2 separate regions of the Hordeum vulgare genome follow, and region 1 is linked to region 2. Evidence: chromatin contacts called from public Hi-C data. All regions are on one chromosome and are shown on one strand. The core of a region is the stretch at or near the end of the contact, and the rest is flanking DNA. Distances in the headings are between cores, read along the strand shown. Region 1 holds the start of LOC123425739. Region 2 has its middle 61 kb from the start of LOC123425739.

The links. A called contact is a pair of places that touch in the nucleus more often than the background predicts.
Region 1: a contact with region 2 is called in a Hi-C map of leaf, with 2.9 times the contacts expected there. The contact joins the promoter of LOC123425739 here to the enhancer-like site in region 2. A contact is called at or near these places in 2 of 6 Hi-C or Micro-C datasets (leaf and seedling).

Annotation. Positions count from the first base shown.
Region 1 is chr2H:178,629,326-178,635,423 of MorexV3_pseudomolecules_assembly, forward strand. It overlaps LOC123425739, which reads left to right and starts at 3,134. Exons shown (of 5, transcript XM_045109450.1): 1 at 3,134-3,542; 2 at 4,442-4,505; 3 at 5,707-5,871. The coding sequence starts at 3,265.
Region 2 is chr2H:178,568,436-178,574,361 of MorexV3_pseudomolecules_assembly, forward strand. No RefSeq gene overlaps it. Among protein-coding and RNA genes, the nearest start is that of LOC123425739, 61 kb to the right of the region's middle. Within about 2 kb of position 2,071, at least 3 of the 3 cell types and tissues checked have open chromatin away from gene starts, as enhancers often do. A contact at or near this core is called in leaf and seedling, where this site is marked.

The sequences.
Region 1 (6,098 bases), core at 1,884-4,383, 62 kb after region 2:
GTTGTGGAAAGCTAAAACCGGAAAATAATATCAATATTTGGCATGACACAGTTGTAAACCAGAGCATGCATTGCTTGTCATCTGTGTTTATTTTTTTATCATTTCATTAATGTCTAGCATCTTTATATTACCCCGTGGCAACGCACGAGCATTCAACTAGTGTTCCTAAATGTTAAATATGGGTGTCGGTATGAATCGAACTATGAAATCGTCGTGGTAAACATCTTATATATAAGAACGGAGGGAAAATAAATAATGAAATGATAACTTGCAAAGCTCTTCAGAAAATATGTAAAATAGTTCATGTAAAAAATGACAAGACTCGAACAATTTCATCTTGACACGCCTCGTGCTTTGATCGAATTCTCACACGCTCACACACCGTATGCTCGTACAAAACTAGCAGAAGATCGTGAGTCTCCACGAGCTAAAATCCTTAGATCTTCAGATACAAAAAAATTATGAGCGTATGTATGTATGTATGAGCATTGGGACCCACGTCGTAACCGGAGGGAAGATAGCTGTTGGATAGAAAATGGGTTGATCAGTGTAGCAAAAACAAAGCAGGCGAGATTGTGCGTGAATGACTGTAGCTCGTGCACTGCATGCGAGTTCCTGTAGAAATGTTACTGTAGCTCGGGGTATTATTCATGAAGATCCATCCATTCATCTTTGATCAGACGATGTGGACAGGGCCGGCCCTGAGGGGGGGGGGGCAGGGGGGCGGCCGCCCCGGGCCCCCGAAATCCTGGGGCCCCCTCCCAGGTCGCACGTAGCCTATGCCTATGGGGCATGGTTCTGAAAGGCAGAGGCACAAGTAGAAGTAGACTAATATAGACGCGCAACCAATGTAGCACGTAACGGATGGACAAGATCCTGTTCCAGTTTCCTTGTGTTCCCGCAGGTGCACATGACTACCACGCGGAGATAATGGGCCTGGCCCAGCGCTATGGGCATCATTACCATCGTTGAGGAAGACCCAAGGTAAAAGAAAATTAACGCACAATGCTCAGTCTTGGTTTTTAGGTCGTCACGCTCAAACTCCCATCCCAATCACGGCAAGGCCATTGCGTGTTTGCCTCCGATGCGGCAGCGACACTACGACAGAGGAGGAGCATCCAAATAGGCTAGTCATCTAGAGTAGGGTCAATTTGCTCCTTTTTTATTCAATCTTGTGGGTTTTATGAATTTTGGGGTTTCTTGATTTCGACGGAAAAATTTATAGTTACAATGAGAGGATTTTTGTTTGGCATTTCAAAATTAGTAGCCATGGTGCTATTGCTCGGTTATGAAAATTGGGAATATGGGACGATGTCTACTGCAGCAGGATTATGATTAATCATTGAATCGTGTCAAGTTATTTATTAACTCGATAATCAATGTTATGGTTTTGTAGTGCAGCTGCAAAAAGCATTATGTCCAAGGCATGTTGATGGTTCCTTCCGTATTGAAGATTCCAACTTAGATCTCCGGTATCAATGTTTTGATAGAAAATGATGTTTTTGGATTTGGAGATGATATCAAATAGTATTGGATTTTCTGTCCGTTCAATGGGTTTCTCATATACTGTAGTTTGTAAAGTTTGACTGATTGACTCACTATACATGTGTTTTATCTCCAGGGCTTAGAAGATATTTCTAATGCTTCATAAAAAACAAAGATTCTTATCAAGAAGAACATGAACAAGGAGGCACTACATGAGTTGATGATGATCAAGGTATGATTGGTTTTGTTCTACTACAAGAAGCACTACATGCATCTTTCAAATAGCTACATATTGATGAAAATAATGGAGAATAATGCGAGATACATAAATGTCCAAGAGAGGTTAAAAGTTTTGCAACTTAGTATATCAAGAATAAATTGTTGAATAAGATTGATATCAATACCATCATCCTTGTGATTGCATCTGGGAATGTTAGACTCAAATTTTGAGGTACATATGTAAAAATTATGTGATTTTAAATGCATTTTAAGCGTTACACAAAACATTTTTTAGGTTTATGACTTTATGTTAAAGGGCCTCGGGTTCTAGTTTCGCCCCGGCCCCCGAAATCTCAGGACCGGCCCTGGATGTGGAGAGGGGTCAGGTGCACAAGTCATTGGATCTCGTGAGAAAGGAAAGAAAATAAAAAACTAGTACAATCCTTCGCGTGAGAAAGAAACGAAACGAAGGCCCTGTTTGGATCCACATACTAGAGTTAGTTTGAGCTAGTTGGGGCTCAAATAGCACTAAAGTATCCAAACATGAGGGTTAGATTGGAGCTAGTTGCATCTAACCCACCCAAAAAACTAGCCCACCCAAGAGGTGCTAATTGGAGCTAGTTTTCATGGGGCCCACAAAAAGTCACTTTTCTCTCTCTATCCACCAGGTAATAGATGTTAATTGGAGCTAGTTTTCATGAGACCCACTAAAAAATCACTTTCCTCTCTCCATTAAGTACAACTATTGTTAATCTAACCCTATCATCCAAACATCTCTTTGGCTAGAGTTAGTCTAACGTTAGTCATGAGCTAAAAACTAACTCTAACCTCTAGCTAAATTAGAGTATCGAAACAGGGCCGAAAGACAAGAGCATGGCCATTCTGTTGGTTTGGCGGAACAACCCAACAAATTTCTGTTCCTGCATACGCAACCAGAGTATGATTGCAGCGTCAGCAGCCCCGAAGCGGCGACCTTTCTCCGAAAACCGGATAAGCGCAACGAGACATAAACTCTATCCGACTGACAGGCGGACCCGCATCCAGTCTGGACTGTGGAGCAGGCGCGGGCGCGGCGGCCCAATCCAAAGTCCAACCACCGCCAGGCTACTCCCCTCCCCTCCCCTCCCAGACCACGCGCGTTACGTTATTGTTATTATTATTAGCGGCCGCGGGGGCTAATTACCCGATTTAACCACCGGCAATTCGGGCGCCTCGTCCTCCCGGCACCAACTCACCCACCCACGTGTTCCCCGCCATCCTCCGCTGGCGCGTGGGGCCCCTCGCACAGCCGGGCCCCGCTGGACCCACCTCACCGTGGGCAAATCGGCCGCCGAAGCGAGTGCGAACAGGTATACGTATTACTCCCAGAAAGAAAGAAAATCCCAATCGGAAGATGCCATCCCCCCTCTCCCTCTCCCTCTCTCAATCGGAGGCGCTTATTAATAAGACGTTAAAAACCCGGCGCGGCACGGGACCGAGTAGCAGTAACGTCATACGGAACAAAAACTTCAGGACAGGGAGCGAGAGAGAGGGAGCGAGCGAGCGAGGCTCCGTCCATCCATGGCCGCGGCGGAGGAGGAGGCGTCCACGGCGCCTAGGGGCCGCCCGGAGGAGGAGGAGTACGAGGAGGAGGCGATGGCGGTGCTGGACTTCGACATGCTCTGCGCGTCCGTCGCCATGTCGGCGGAGAGGAGGAAGGGCGCCGGCATGGGGGAGGCGGCGGCGTGCGCGGGCGGCGCCGAAGGGGCCGCCGGCGGAGGAGGCGTGCAGAGGATGTGGGAGGGGGACGTGGTGATTGATTGCTTGGAGGACCGCCGAATCGCGCTCGAGGCCGCCTGGTAGGTGGAGCTAACTCTTGACCGCTCGTTTCATCCGTCCAACCACCTGCTGTTTTTGGTGGGTTGCCACGGGAAAGCTTGGAGATTCTACTGCTAGTTTAGCTCAATCTTTCCATATTGATTTTGTGCGGATTTGGGCATAAACTGCGCTGCTGTCTTTATGCCAACTCGATGTGGAATACTACTAGTACCTAGTATTTTGTCTCGCATGAATACTGCCTCTTTTGGCTGTGTGCATCCTCATGATGCACGGGCCGGGGTCTTCCCCTTGGGGAAAAAATGGATACTGCTTGAAATGCCATCAGTGTTCTCTAATTTAGCCATAATTTCTTTATGATTAGACACAAGATTTACTATTTAGCTCCGTCATTAATTTCTGTCTTGGAGTATTGCTTGGTTAACTGTAATGTAATACTAGTGAAAGTCCACCACAGTTTGATGAGACTTTCTGGATTCATCCTTTGTCACTTCTTTCTAGCTAGAGTCGTGGAAGAAGAAATTCCTACGCCAAACGAAGGTTTCTCCCTAATTAGTGCTACCTGTCCTTAAAGAATACTTCATATCTCTGATCATCTGATGAAGACTCATGGGTGATAAGTGATAGAATCTGCTCGAGGTTTAGTTTTTCTCTTGGATTTTAGGTTGGTTAATTCGAGTACTGAAAAGTATTTCCTAGCTTGAGTCATGAAAGAAAAATTGACATGTTTAAGATAAGTTAGTAGGGAACATTCCCCAACGTGAGGTCTTACCCCTTTTGAACTTCTGCCTTTGTTCTATTCGACTGTCTTTGAAAAAGATTCCATTTTCCTCTGCTGTACAGCATATTTTAATGTGCAGCTGTGATTAAACTTTTGAGGATCTTCGCTTTAACTTTCTTGTTTGCTTGCGACTACTTGCAGTTGCCCATGCTATAGGTTTGGCAAGAACATGCGGAGAGCCAATCTCGGATCTTGCTTCCTTCAGGTACAGATAATACCATGTCTTGCCCATTTCTTGCTTGTCATTTTTCTGTGCCAAAAGGGTGGTCACGTTGCTGTGTAATATAGGTAAGCATGCAAAACCAGTTGAGGTTAGTTTAAGATGCTGCCGTTGGTAGGAAGTAGGAAACCGTTTGGTTCAGGTAGGCTCTTTATTCCAGTACCAAATGCAGAATTTCTTGTAGGTCAACCCTTTTAGAGTTCTGTAGACTATTACGAATATAGCTGCCCTGAAAAGTAAACATCTTAACTTCTTAATTATGTATGTGATTTTTCTCTATTTATTCTAACTTCCTCCTAATGCTAGAGCTGTGGAATATTTTGTTAGAATGTCTCTTGCTAAATTTGTTGAAATGAATGCCATTTCCATTTTAGTTGTTTAGACAACAATTAGCAAAGCTGTCTTCTGACTAGTTTATACAACAGAGAAGATAATGCATAGGATGTTTGACTTGCCAATGTGAACAGGATTTGCTTGGATAGTTATGTATTCTTTTGGGCTTAGACATGGTCAACAGGAAGGCCATCCTGCCCTGTTCACATTGGCAAGTTAAACAAATTAAAAGTCGACCCTCTCACAAGTATAACGTGCAGTCTCATTCCCTCCAAAATATAATATAACTAGAGATCATATTACTAGAACTTATCCTTTAGGGTATGGAGAAGCTCGGAAAAAAAGGGCAGGGTGTCATTCATGTTGACTAGGTCGATGCACACAAGAATTTGACTTGCCAATGTGACTTGCCATGACAAGCCACGCAAAGTGTGCCAAACAAATTAGTTGTTACGTATTTTTTTAAGGTTCCGCAAAAGTGAGTTTATGTTAGGTGGGACAGGTCACTAAGAAGTGTGGTTCTGCCGCAGTTTTGCCAGTGAAGCAAAAGAGTGGTCACAAACAGTTCTGTCATCTGTGGCGAAATTTGGCAAGATGTGGCTATCAACCAAATGTGCTTTATCCTCCATGTCTCCCAATACGTGCTGATAAATTTGTGTTCTCTCTGTTTTCCTGCCCTGTTGCGAAGTCTTTTGAGAATTACAACTATTGTTGCTTTCTGTAACATACTCTTATTCCCATTGAATCTGACATTTTCAGTTTTACCATAAGTTTACTTGAGCTGTGTTGTTAAGCTTATGTTCTTTTTAAGAACTCTTATTCACTCTTCTGACACAAGATGAAACTATTTCAGGCAATGGCTTACTTCATTTCATTAGTTGCTGTTCTGGTCAGCTTAATTGCCTTTTCAGTAACGAGGCATCATGTATATCTATATATGGGTCTGGGTTCTGTTCTCTTGATAGCAATCTACACGGGTTACTTCCGAAGAAGAATCAGGAAACAGTTCAATATCCGGGTAAGTATTTCTGAATTAGCGTTTTCAAATAAGGTATTCAAACAGGTTATTACCGCCTACTAGTGCCCTAGTGCTTAATGCAGTTGGCTGTGGTTCCTGTCTTCTCTTGCATTACAATTAATTCAGAACTGTGGCTTTACTGGAATGAACAATAACTGAAACTTGCTTTGAGTTAATATTGGTAGCTCTGCATACCCTTGCCAGTTTGTGTGTGATGACTATTTTAC
Region 2 (5,926 bases), core at 821-3,320:
AGAGGATCATAGGACAACACGCAAAGAGGAAGGGACAACATACTCGAGAGAGAACAATGTTATAAACTTATAATTATACCTTCATTTAAATTCTTGCATTTGCTTTGCTGGAAAACTACTATTTTTGCCCGTATTCATACAACCGTGTAGGAGATGCATAATTGTGTCTAATTACACCTAATCACGCCTAAGCTAGAAAAGAGTAAGTAGGTGGTCGGACGCATAATTAACGTCCCGTGCTTTTTTGAACTTTGCATTGCTGGCATTTCATTTTACTTCTTATATTTAGTTTTTCATTATATAAACATTTTTTAATTGATATTTTTAATAAATTTCTAAAAACTTTAAAGTAATGAATATTTAATAAAATGCTGAATATTTTCAAAACCATGATCATTTTCAAATATATTTACATGTTTATACACTTTTAAACATTTTTTCAAATTCACAAACATTATTCTAAATCCACAATTTTTCAAAAAAAAAACATTTTTTAGATTCTTCGACATCATTTTAAAATCTTTGAAATTCATTTAAATGATGAATATATTTATAAATCACAATTTTTCAAAAACCTATTAATAATTTGAATACATGTGAACATTTTACTATTCTTATGTTGGTTTTATTTTTAGAGAAATTTGTGAAGATTTTGCAAATTGCATGTACAATTTTTTAGATTCTTGAATATTTTACTAATATTGTTAACATTTTTTATTTTTCAATAATAAATTTTGGAAATTTATATAAAAAATAACCAGTTTTACTTAGAACGAGGATCTGCTAGGTTTGAGAAAGAGAGAGAGAGGGGGAGGGAGGGAGGGACCCCTTACGATGGTCGCTGCGTTGAATTGCACTCTCAATTCGTACAGAGGCGAGCAACTGGGCGTACGTGCCTGTATCCATGTTTTTCTAGCGAACATACCATACAGATCAGGAACACTCGCGGGAGCTATTTCTCGACTTCAACGAGACCGAAGGTTCGTCTCGCTTAAGCCTTTCGACTAATCAGGCTGACCGACTAGCGCACAATAAGAAATGAGGGCGCGTAGGGCCGCTAGGCACTGCACCAGTTTTGACTTCGTGTTTACCTAGGAGTCGCTCGCTACTTGAGATAAGTTTTTTTATTATTTCTTTCCTTTTCCTTCTTTTTCCTTTCTTTGGTTCTTTGTTTGGTTTTCTTATTTATCTATGGGTTTTCTCGTCATTATAATTTGTTCTTCTCCAAAAAAACATTCTTTTTCATTGATTTTTCGGGTTTCAATGCTTTTTTCTTCTCTGGTTTTTCTTTTCTTTGCACCTTTTTATTCTTTCTACATGTTTTTTCGTTTTTGTTTTTTGGGGGGTTTAATTTTTTTATTTTTTGGTTCTTATTTTTTTGTTTTAATTTTTTCATTTCTTATTTTTTATATGACAACTGTCTTTTAATAAGAGTCAACATTTCTTGTAGATACGTTCAAATTTGTTCAGACGCATATTCAATATTTGTCAACTACTTTTTAGACATTTTAATAGTTACTAACAAAAATCTCAGAATTTTTTAAAATACTTGTTCAACGTTTTTGATGTAGTCTAATAAAAAAATAATACCTATTTAACTTCTTAAAATAAGTTTTCAATATTTGTAATACCTATTTAACATTTTAAAATACATGTTGAATATTTTTCAAAGTCTTATTCCTCATTTTTTTAATACTTATTCAACAGATTTTCATTTTTTACGGGTAATTGTTTTTTATAATATATACTCATTCCGTTTCTAAATATAAGTCTTTCTAGAGGTTTCATTAAAGGACTACATACAGATGTATATAGACACATTTTAGCATGCAGATTCACTCATTTTGCTCCATATGTAGTCTTCTAGTAAAATCTCTAAAAAAACTTATATATAAGAACGGAGGAAGTATATATCAAACAAATAAAAGTATAAAAAACATAAAAGAAACGAAATAGGAAACAGGCCGCCCCATATGCTCTCTTGGTTCGGCGAGTCTAAAGCCTCGACTCGCTTAAAGCAAGACATAGCGATGCCCTGGAACAGTGTCGCACTCAAACACTGCAGCAACCTGGAACACGTTGGTTCCTATTTGCCGCTTATAGTGTTCGCTATAGGCATATCGATACATGGTGCACACCTTCTACATTATGTACCCTTGGAAATAGGCTGTCCCATGGAAGTTGCGTTTTAGGTTTATTTAACATCCACCATCCAGTTTTTCAAAGTTTATGGATGGTTTCGTGAAGCTTTTAGAGGCTTCCGACTAGATTTTTCACTTGGTTTTTTATTCGGTTTTATCGTTTCCTTTTTTCGCAACCTTTTTCCAAATGCGTGAACTATTTTCAATATTGTGAACTTATTCTAAACACAATAAAAGTTTGTAAGTTTGCGATCTTTTGCTCAAATTCATGAACTTTTTTCACAAAATAAAATGTGTATGGTTCAATTTCTTGAACTTTTTCAATTTCATGAACTTCTTCTGAATTTGATAAACAAAATCAAATTCATTGACTTTTTTAAATTTGAGAAAATATATTTGAATTTTCGAACAAGTTTTCATCTTAAGGAACATTTAAAAAATTGAAAAAAAACAATTAGCAAATATATTTTTAAAATTTATGATTCCTTCTTTGTAGGGTTGGTTCTTTTTGTGTTCATGGAATTTGTTTTAACTCATAATGTCTTCATTATTTATAGATGTTTTTGTTATACCATTTTTTATCTCTAGAAACCAGAATTTGAGTTTGTTTTGAACCAAAAACTGTGAATGGTTTTTTAATGTCTTGTGCAACTCAACGAGTGGTGCAGCTGTCAGAAAAAGGGGAGGGCGATTGAACCAAGCCGAGCATTATTTGGGTAGGACCGAGAGCATCTCTATCAGATCCCGTATAATGCCCCGACCCGTAAAATAACCGTCAAAATATGGGTCGAGGCGGAAAATGTTGCACGACCAAACCCCGCAAACGCGTCCTTCCGTAAAAAAAACTGCAGGGCGAGGCAAAATGCTCACCCCAACCCACGAAAACGTAGCCCCCCCCCCCCCCCCGTCGGTGCCGTGTATATATCTAGAGTGGTTGGTTGGTGGGACATTTCATCCCGCGCTTTCCCCCACCCACCACCGTCGGGCTCCGCCTTCGATTCCGGCCATACCAGCGCCGAGATCACGTGGGCGGGCCGCCACACGCACTAGATCGACATCCACCACTCCCTCGTGCCTTGACTGGCCGAAAACCTGCAGATCGGCGGTTGTTTTGTCGCGCCACCAATTTTGGCTTTTCTTCCCACCGGTGTGTGCGCCAAAGCCATGGATTGGTTGGGGAGCACCCTGCACAGCCCCGGCAAAGCGCCAGCGCCACATGTAGGTACTGGTTCATCCTCTAGTCACCAGCGTTAGTTTGACGGCAAGGACTCTTCGGGCCGTCGCCCGAGCTCGGTGGTCGCGCAGCGGCTCGCCGGCTTGCCGATGCCGCTCATACAGTACGATGACTGCCTAGAGACAGTGTTGTGGCTCACATCTAGCACGCGGCAGCACCTTGGAAGGGGTATTCTTCAAATGCAATAATGACGGGGTATGCTCTTCTTTCTGTTCGGCTTTGTCATTTATTTTGTTAAATTTCGGTAGTTTATTGTGGTGTTCGTGTGTGTAGAAGGTGGATACTCATTTCGGTATTAGAAAAAAATACATCAATTTATTGATAGAAATAAACTTAATAGATGTTCGTGCACTCCTTAGTATGATTAAGGTTAATGATTCAGCTGTATGTGCAATTATAAAAGAAACTAGAAGGGAGGCAACGTCTAATTATTTAGAATCAAAGCCGAAGAATGAAGAATGCAAGATGAAGAATCCTCAGATCAACAATGAATGCATGAAGAAGATGTTGATCCAACTAGTGGGAGCAGCTATGAAAGTTGGATATCTTCTAAAATGTCTAATTGTGGTTCTTGTTTTCTTTGGTCCTGCTGTTTTAGCAAACATTTGATGAATTATGATGTCTTCAATGCCTTTGAAGAAAATAAAAAAGCAAATAAACGTGTTTTCATGCTTGGATTTGGAATGGAAATAACAAACTTTTCGGGATATCCTTTTATACGAGTCCGTTCTGCAGGGTCTGCTCGGCCGCCACCCACGCCGGCCCGCAAAATCATTTTTCCGCAAACTGTAAACGACTTTTACGTGTCGGCTTTATACGGAGTGTGCTAGAGATGCTCTTAGGCTTGTGTGAGCGCCAATTCGTTCGATGGCGCCTCAAGCTCTATTTTATTTTTTGAGAAACTCAAGCTTTGGTTATGAGCTCTCCGAGAATACCATAGCAAGCAATTTTTTGTTGGTGTTAAAAATCATTTCTAGAAATTCCAAATGTTTTTTGAAATGCAAACATTTTAAACTTTTGAACCTTTTCTGAATTTTCCACATTTTTGAAAATGTGAGCATATTGCTCAATTATGAACATTTTCCCAAATCAGGAAAAATTGTACATTTTCAAAACTATGATTTTTTTAAAACTCGAATTACTATGTCCTCAAAATTTGTTTTTTTTTTATTTCAAGCATTTATTGAAAATGTGAAAATAAAAAATTCCAAATAAACATATAAACATGAAAATAAAATTGAACATCTTTTGAAACACGTGAAGAAAATTTTGAAGTTTCGACCATATATTTTTAAAAGATCATTTAAGAAGCATGTTTTTAAAAATCCCGGACATTTTTCAAAAGCAAACAATTTTTGAAATTCTGAAGATCTTTGTAAACACAAAAAAAATATTGTGAAAATAATAATTGAAATCTTGTTTTTTAAAGCAAACAATATTTAATATCGAACAAGAAACACAATTTAAAATCAGCAAAGAAAAATAGTTATGGGACCTTTTAGAAAGTTCTAAATACCGGGTCTGTGTTGAACATACAACATCTGAAATCTGCCGAACCATATCACAGTCCCTCATCGATCTGCTTTGTGAAAGGACGCCAATTTGTCGCAATGCGTGTCGACTAGGGAGTTCGCAAGCAAGCACAGTTGTTTGAGTGAGTGACCGAGCACGCGAGCGCTATTGTGTTATACAAACCACGCATTATAGCACTAGTTCAAAGCCTAAGACGTATAAGAAGAATTCACTTACTTTTACCCTCATTTAAAGGTACTTTTAGGATAGAGAGGGGATATCATTTGTTGAGGAACGTTGCATGCAAAACAAAAAAATTCCTACGCACACGCAAGACCTACCCATGGTGATGATTATCGAGGAGAGGGGAGAGTGCATCTACATACCTTTAGTGGAACATCTTTGTGATCTAAATCGCAACCTGTCCCGCGATCTCGGCACGATCTGTCCCGTTCTAGTGCCGAACGGACGACACCTCCTCGTTCAGCACACGTACAACTCGATGATGATCACCGCCTTCTTGATCCAGCAAGAGGGGCGGAGCGGTAAATGAGATATCCAGCATGGCGGCGTGGTGGTGATGGTAGTGAACTAATCCAGCAGGGCTTCGTCAAGCTTCTGCGGAACTAATCTAGAGGAGTAAACGATCTAGAGGGAGAGAGGGCTACGCCTTTGCTTCAGGTGCAAAAAGCCTCTCTACCCTCTAGTATATATAGGAGGGAGGGAGGGGACGAGGCAGCCAAAAGGCTCCTCCTTGGCTTAGCTGAATAGGTGGAGGTTGAAGAGTCCACCTCCAATCCTACTCCAAGTAGGACTCCTACTTGGAAACCTCCTCTCCATTGGTTTTTCCCTTCTTTTGCTCCTTGGCCAAAATAGGCCATCTTGGGCTGGCCGCACCAGCCCACTAAGGGCTGATGCACCACCTTTAGGACTATTAGGTTCTCTCCTGGGTGGGTGGCCCCTCCCCGTAAAACCCCGGAACCCATTCGTCACTTCCGGTACTTTATCGGTAATGCCCAAAAAATTTCCGGAAGCCAAA